Regions from separate parts of the Hordeum vulgare genome. Here region 2 is linked to region 1. A link is a contact called in public Hi-C data. All regions are on one chromosome and are shown on one strand. The core of a region is the stretch at or near the end of the contact, and the rest is flanking DNA. Distances in the headings are between cores, read along the strand shown. Region 1 holds the start of LOC123444937 (ubiquitin-conjugating enzyme E2 7). Region 2 holds the start of LOC123444940 (50S ribosomal protein L17-like).

Region 1 (3,833 bases), core at 970-3,469:
ATAATTTTGTGGGAAGCTCATAATAGCATTGAAATAGCCTCCATCACTGCAAAAAGAAAATCAGTGTTACTGAGCAGATCAAAGGATATGATACCCCCCTCCCCCTTCAAGCACCGCGCCCAAATGCATTCTTCTTGTATTAGAAGAAAAGGCCAGGATGCCGCAAGATCCATACAACAGATCCCCAGAGTCTCAAAGCATGAAAGCAATATGTAAGCTATCCAAAAACAACAACAAAGCTCCTTAGATCATCGCCAGTTCTCTTCCAGACAAAAGGAACATAAAATTTCAGCATTGTAAAAACGATCTGATAGTGTATGCTTGTTAAATAAATTAATATTGATAAGAACATGTTCTACCAAATATGCCAAATTGTTACAAGCAATTACAATCATTAAGTCGTGGGTAACTCATGCCGACCACATAGACATAACCTCCTGTCAACTACTCAGAATTTTTAGCCCTCAGTCCATTATGGCATTATCATATGGTTTGTTCATTTCTTTTGGAAGCCACATTACTCATCGCCAAGAAAAGATGGATGTAAACTTCATACAAAGCCAGACAGCCAACTCTTTCCTCCCACTCACATACTAATGATCATCAAGTCAAATAACAAGATAAATAACCAATATTATCTTGGTAATTTTGATGTGTAGCAGTTTTTTTTTAGAAAGCCACCCGCATCAGCAGCTGGATTCCGCCACCTCCACAAGGGACACAAATTTCGATTGTGTAAACATTGCCAGACACATGAAGGAAGAGAAGAAACCAACAAAGAAACCCAAATTGCTGCTTGGTACACTTGAAACAAATGGCATGGAGTACAAGTGATGGTCTAAAGGTTGACATGCTCTCTTTCCAACCCAAACCTATCTCTATGAATGAGAGCACAGGTTTTGAACCGAAGAGGGGTGTTCGGCGGTGCATATGCACATTGAACTCCCTGATCCACACTATTATCACTTACAAGTACCAGCAGGTGCTACTTAAAATCAGTAAGTATCTACACAACTCTGGCCTAAAAAACGTATGCATTAAGTAATAGCAAGAATCAATTTACCTCACTTGGATGTGTTTACTTTCAACTTAAATTTTTATCAGAGAGGGAATTTTATGATTGCTATGAAAAATCCCCTCATGCAACAAATCACCTGATGAAATTAGAATGGAACTCCAGGGCGTCACTAGTCACTACTACTACTTGAGAGAAGCCTCACAAACTTGCCCGGCATTTTACAGAAGCAGAGTGCTACCGAAGAAATGGAAGAAATAACCCCAAACCACGATGAACCTCACCAGCACGGAATGGGGCGAGCAACCCAATTTACCCATCTGCATATTATACTAAACTCCAACCAGATGATACATATAGCTCAACCTATTAACATGATGCAGAACACGATCCAACCCAATTTTCCTTGAATCTGCACACCGCGACGGGCAAAGGCAGCCCCAATTCCACACCACCACCAGATGTATCTGCCCAGTAAAGAGAGTTGCTTGTGCGGCTGTGCGCTCTCGCACGCACGGTGCCAATGGAACTCGGCCGGCCGTGTATTACGGGTAGGATAGCCATGCCAACACGCGAGAGACAAAGGAAAGTTCAACCCCATGCTACGCTACCTTGGGCGCTAACGAATTTAGTCAGAGACACACAAAACAGGCAGAATTCACGGCGATGCGAAATCGAGAGGCGATGCGGATCGGAGGGGAATCCGAACTCACTATAGGGTCTCCGGCGGGCCGATGATGGTGACCTGCCACTCGAAGACGTTGCTGTCGTCGACGAGCCCAGCTGAAAACCCATCGACGGGGTGCTTCGCGAGATCTGCATCGACCACGGCAAGCCAGATCAGTCGAAACCGAGCGGGGGAGAAAAGCGACGCGCGTGGGCGGGCAAATCGGGAGCCGGCGGGCGGATCCGCACCTCGGAGCTGCTTCTGGAGGAGGAGGCTCGCCTGGCTGGAGGCGGTGGCCATGGGATCGGCGGCGGCTAGGGTTTTCGCGGCGGGCGGAGGAATAATTCGCGGCCTCTCGGTAGGCGGTGACGGGGATTGATGGCCGCCGCGGGCCGCCTTATTTATAGGGAGGAGCTCGGAGAAGGGAATCGGGACCAGAGGAGAGGAGAGAGACGGGAAGGAGAAAGCGGAGAGGTTGTTGATGAGGGGCAGCAGCAGCCAGCAGAGGAGCCAATTATAGTGGGGAGAGTCCGGTGACCGCTGAAGCGCCGATGGAGATGCCAAGTCCATTTCGGGCAAAGGAGAAGGAGTTCATTTCCAGTTTTTAATCTTCACTGCATGTTTAATTTCCAAGCTCGTTCCAATACTACTCTTATTTACCTTTTTTTTTTGAGAAAAAGGCCACATGCCATGTGAAAAACGTTGACCAACCATTACAAGAACATCCTTATAAAAAAATAAAATTACATATGTATCCATTAAGAAATCGACGACGTCTTTGTCCTGCACTCGGCGGCGGCAAGCGGTGAGCGAGCTCGATGATGTCTCTACACACACGGGAGCAAGATAAGGAAAACATTGTTGACGCAACGACTGAACTTATCTGCCAAAGCCAGAAGATGCCGACAACAATGATTTGACAAAACAAATCGTTGCGTAGAAAAAAAGACAAAGAAGGTTGGACGACCACCCCAAATCCGGCCAGACAAAGTCAGTGAGACCTAACTTTATAAGCTCCCAAGTTATGTTGAAATTGTTCAAACATCGCCGACCAGAGAAAAAGTAAGAGGAGAAGACATGAAGAGTCAGCATCCACTCCGCCGGAAGACATCTTCAAAGTCCACCTACGTAACACAAAGACATGAACATACCCACCACTCTACAAGAGCAACGGTCAGACGATCCCCGCCCTAGTATAATTGTCGACAAGATTGCCGCCAACAAGATGGACCAGGAGTTGAGAAAATAAGTGTTATTCTTGATCGGCATAACGCTATCGTCGGAGAACAAAATACTAACCCTATGGGACCTAACTACAAACGTCGCAACGAATAGCCGGGATTCCCACCCCTTCTTTTCGTTAGCGGCATACAGAGAGGAGAAGTCCCGTATTTTATCACACACAATCGCATTTTATCTGTCAAAGTTAACGTTTCTATATCACTTTAGTCAAATATATAAATCTTTGACCTTTTGAAAATAATAAGAGCGGCCACCTCATGCTTCATCTCCGACGAAAGCTATCCCACATAGTGTTCCGGCTCGCGGTCATGGCGGATGTGGAGCAAAGAAGGAGGATGTGGAGCGTAAGTGTTGTGTTGAGGAATTGGTCGAGTGTGGCCGCCTTTAAATAGCGAATTCCGGTGCTGCCAAACATCCAGGTGCATCATTGTGTGATGCCTGAGTTGGTTCCTCGACCGGTTAGTCTGCTTAATGACGACATATTAACGAACGGGGATTGTAGATAGCCTTCTTGCCCCGTACAACAAAAGTCGCTCTGGCATTGAACATGCGTGAACATAAGGAATACGACAAGTGTGGCTCTCTCGGCCATCGTGCCGCTTCAGTGGTATCGTCAAGAAAGGTCGTGTCCGCTTTGGTCGACGTCATTGCAGAGCGACCTCTCTACAACGGCATGAATACGGAAACACATGCAAGTGCGAGTGAAGAATTTTAGGTGGGCTGAGGTACTCGACAGCGGACATGACAACAATCTGGACGTTCGTAAAACCCCCAACTTTATTTTTGGTTTATGAAAAAAACACGTCCACACCGTTCAGCTAAGCAGTGCAGGACCGATGGATGGCGTAAACAGAACGGATGTGGGCGACGGTTCGAGGATCAATGTTGGAGATGCCTTAGAGCATATAC
Region 2 (3,833 bases), core at 631-3,130, 170 kb before region 1:
AAAAAGCATTATGTGAGTTATTTTTCCGGCACGCAGGCTTTCTCGAAAAACAGAAGGGCATATGTTGACATCAGATTTTGGCATGAAAGAAAACACAACCAACATGGCTTAAAATAAAGAAGTGCTCTATATGAAAAGGTTCCATAGTATTGACATAAACATTTTTGAAGTTTCGGTCATCGTCATCCGACCTCATCTCGAAGGTCAAAATCATGCTCAAAGTATTAAGATTTCATAAGCACAGTACTGTTCGGCCAATTATGCCTCCAAGATGGCCTCGTATCAGAAAATGTTCTACATGAACTATCTTCGACTCGTCGAGGTTATCGATTTTGACATAAAAATTATCTAAATTTGAGTTCACATGCAAAAGCTACAGCTGAAACATTGGGTTGTAGAAGTTTGCCTCGGAAGTTCCGGGCAAGTTCCGGGAAGGTTCCGGACTAAACCGAAAGTTTGCGCGCGATAGGCCCCGAAAACTGGATTTTTTTTTTGCAGTTTTGAGAACCCAAATTCAACTTCAACATGGCCTCATATGAAGAAGTGTTCAATTAACGAAATACTCTGCGTTTCAAACTCTACAATTTTGCTTTTGGGACCATCGTGATCTGAAGTCATATGCGACCTACAGAATCAGTATAACAAGGCTACTCGTCGTAATTTTAGCCCGGAATTTCCAGGCCGATCGGAAGTTCCGGCCCTCGTAATCGGAGTTAGGTTAACTTTTAATGTTTTAGACAGGATTTGAGTCTTTTTTTTGTACGGAAAGTCCAACCGTCTCATATATTTGTAAGAGATGTCGGCCGATTGAATAACACACAATCGAACATATCAATCTATACTAGTTTTTCATCTACGTTTTATGTCATCATTGTTTTTCTCTCTCGTTTTTCGTTGTTCTTTGAATGCGAATCCCAAGGATATAGGAACGAGCGAATCGACCTAGGGCAGTTTATAACCGTCGCACTCCTTGACGGGGTCCCTTCTAGGTGTTTGGGGTTTCAGTGGGTGCAAAAACATTCATCTATTGTCTTATATATCGCGTTGTCGGTCGGATCTTCTTTGACATGAGCTACGGTAGTCACCCCCGATGTTGAGGATGCATGCGTTTGTCTGTCAACAGTCCAGCCGGGAGGACCTGTCAGATTGTTCTCGATGTATGTTTCCGGTAGTGACGGAGCCATCGCCCACCTATCCTCGGCAGTTGTCCAGGCTCAGCTTGCAATCTCTTTCTTAAAATAATGACAAGGATGAAGAAAATTCAGCTTTTCCGTGGACAAATCACAAAATAACTTCCGACCATTAGGAGCCTTCATATGTTCTCCAGGCTATCACATTGAGCTGACTCCGCCACCGGTTTCCGGCTATCACTGGCCGAGGTTGAGGTGCAGGTTTCAGCTGTTCACGACTAGCACGAGGATCATCGATTGGACACCAACGGAGCAACACGTATCTGCTTAGAGCAAGTACAATAGAGTTGAGTGAGCTGGCTATAAAGAATAAAGTAGTATATTTTTGCTTAGTTGGAGGAGAGAAGAGGAGAGAGAAGGTAAGCGGGCTCTTAGTTAAGAGCCAACTCTAGCACGTGCTCCTAGGCACTTCGTGAGAATGAAAGGTGGGTCATATAATAAATAAGTAATACACTTTTCTAACCAACTATTATACATATTAGTTATAAGATGGATTATAGGTGATATGGCATGAGCTTACAGCCGGCAGCCGGATCTACTATTCTAGATGCTCTTATGCTGTCACGATCATCGTCGTTCCGAACATTCTTTTTAGGGAAGTTCTTTCCGACCTCTGTTGCGATTGCGTGTATCCACTGGCCGCCGCCCAATTAAGGCCCACTCAGAACTTCATTTCGGGCCTGACGGGCCAGAAAGTCGGAGGGCAGCACAAACCTAGCAGGCGTCCAGGTCCAAGTCCGAGCAGCACCGACCGAGCACCTTCTCAAACCCCTCAACCCTCGCCGCCGCCGCGCCGGCCGCTCAGCCCCCGCCGCCGACGCCATGGGCAAGTTCCGCAAGCTCGGGCGCCACGCCGCGCACCGCGTGTCCATGCTCAGGTATCTCGTGCTGATCTTCTCTCTCCGCTCGCCGCTGTGATGAATATGCGCTGCGTCGCCGTGCGGCTGATTTTCCTTCCGGATTCGTGTGCTTCGGCAGGACGATGGTGTCGCAGCTGGTGAAGCACGAGCGCATCGAGACCACCGTCGCCAAGGTACGTCTGTCGATTGCTTTGCCGTGGATGTTTGCCGCACCGGAATCTGGGTGGCTGATGTAGTGACCTTTTCTGGGTGGTTGGTGTTTCAGGCGAAGGAGGTGCGGCGCAAGGCGGATCAGATGGTGCAGCTCGGCAAAGATGTAAACTCAACGCCATATCCCTAGTGCCCAACGTTTTTTCACCTGAAAACATGTGATTTCCATTGTTCTATGGAGCTGTCTGTCTGCAACCATGGTGTAGTCAACTGCACACAAAGCTCAGAACTAGTTAATGAGTGGGAAAAGTAATTAATTGGTTCTGTTCAGCTGTATTAGCATTCGGTTCATTTGCAGTCACTTAGGATCGGACCTTATAACTTTCTGTTGTGTCATCATGAGGCTTACATGTCATTTTCAAGCAGAATGAAATGTTGTCTATTTTTTAGCATAGTGCCTATCAATCTTTCCCTGCTAAAAAATCGTTATATTGTAGAGCCAAAGAGCTGCTCTATACATCAGGAGTCCTAATTATCATATTTTTGTTGGTAAAACATAAGTTCCTGATGCTTTTGTATGTTCTGTTCTTGAAACTATCTCCTTCCATATGCGACTTCAAGCGTCTTGTTATCTACCCAAGATGTTGCGTTGATTTCGTAGTCTTATCTTCAGGTTTCAAATACTGAAACTCATGTGCTCTTGTTATCTGATCAAGATGTTTGCATTGATTTAGTTAACTACTACATCCAGGCTGAGTGGCTGACAATGCAGAACCTCATGTCGTATTGATAAATCATGTAGGGTACACTGGATGCAGCAAGACGTGCTTCTGCTTTTGTTCGTGGAGATGATGTTGTCCATAAGCTATTCACAGAGCTGGCCTACCGCTATAAGTATGTCTTTTTAGCTAGCCATGAATCAGCTTATCTAATACAACTGGAAATCTCTTTGATTCAGGGGCTGTTTGGATGGCAGCCCAAGGCCGCCCTTCCAAAATATTGGTCGTTGACCAGCTGGTTGGCGTGTGTTTGGTTCACAGCCAAGTTTTCGTATCTCAGCCAATTATTTGGTCATCCCGTGGGATTTTGCAGCAGCATGCGGGCGAGTTCCCGGCGGCAATTTCCTTCGCCAAAATTTTGGCACGCCTTCGCTTTGGCAGGGCTAGCTTGGGCACCATCCAAACAGCCCTTTACTTTTCGACCTTGCTAAGCTCCTGCATACTTAGGATTACTATTTTTCTCATAGCAAAGTAACCTTGCTAGACAATGGAGAGGTCTGTAGGAAGGGATATGTCGTAAATGTCCTCATATCTGTAGGAGCCATGTATTTTTGGAACAAAAAAACTAGAATATTGTTTATTTCGAAACAGATGATAATATCATTTTCAAGCTGAACCTACTGATTTTTTATTTTTTATATGTTTTATATCCTAGAGATCGAGCAGGCGGATATACAAGACTTTTGCGAACTAGGATACGAATAGGTGATGCTGCACCAATGGCATACATTGAGTAAGTTTCTTTGTTCATATATCCTAACATTTCCACAGCGTGATAATAGCTACTCTCTGTTACTCACCTTTTATTTCTGTTTGACTTTGCCTTTGTGTTTGCTTGATGTCGAAGGTCTGAC

The links. Hi-C and Micro-C count contacts between places; a contact is called where the count stands out from the background.
Region 2: a contact with region 1 is called in a Hi-C map of seedling, with 2.6 times the contacts expected there. The contact joins the promoter of LOC123444940 here to the promoter of LOC123444937 in region 1. A contact is called at or near these places in 3 of 6 Hi-C or Micro-C datasets (leaf and seedling) and 1 of 1 datasets of contacts at active chromatin or transcription factors (embryo).

The regions. Positions count from the first base shown.
Region 1 is chr3H:550,956,956-550,960,788 of MorexV3_pseudomolecules_assembly, reverse strand. It overlaps LOC123444937 (ubiquitin-conjugating enzyme E2 7), which reads right to left and starts at 2,219. Exons shown (of 6, transcript XM_045121826.1): 1 at 1,931-2,219; 2 at 1,729-1,831; 3 at 1-46. The coding sequence starts at 1,982.
Region 2 is chr3H:551,129,904-551,133,736 of MorexV3_pseudomolecules_assembly, reverse strand. It overlaps LOC123444940 (50S ribosomal protein L17-like), which reads left to right and starts at 1,880. Exons shown (of 6, transcript XM_045121830.1): 1 at 1,880-2,068; 2 at 2,169-2,223; 3 at 2,316-2,366; 4 at 3,003-3,094; 5 at 3,635-3,712. The coding sequence starts at 2,013.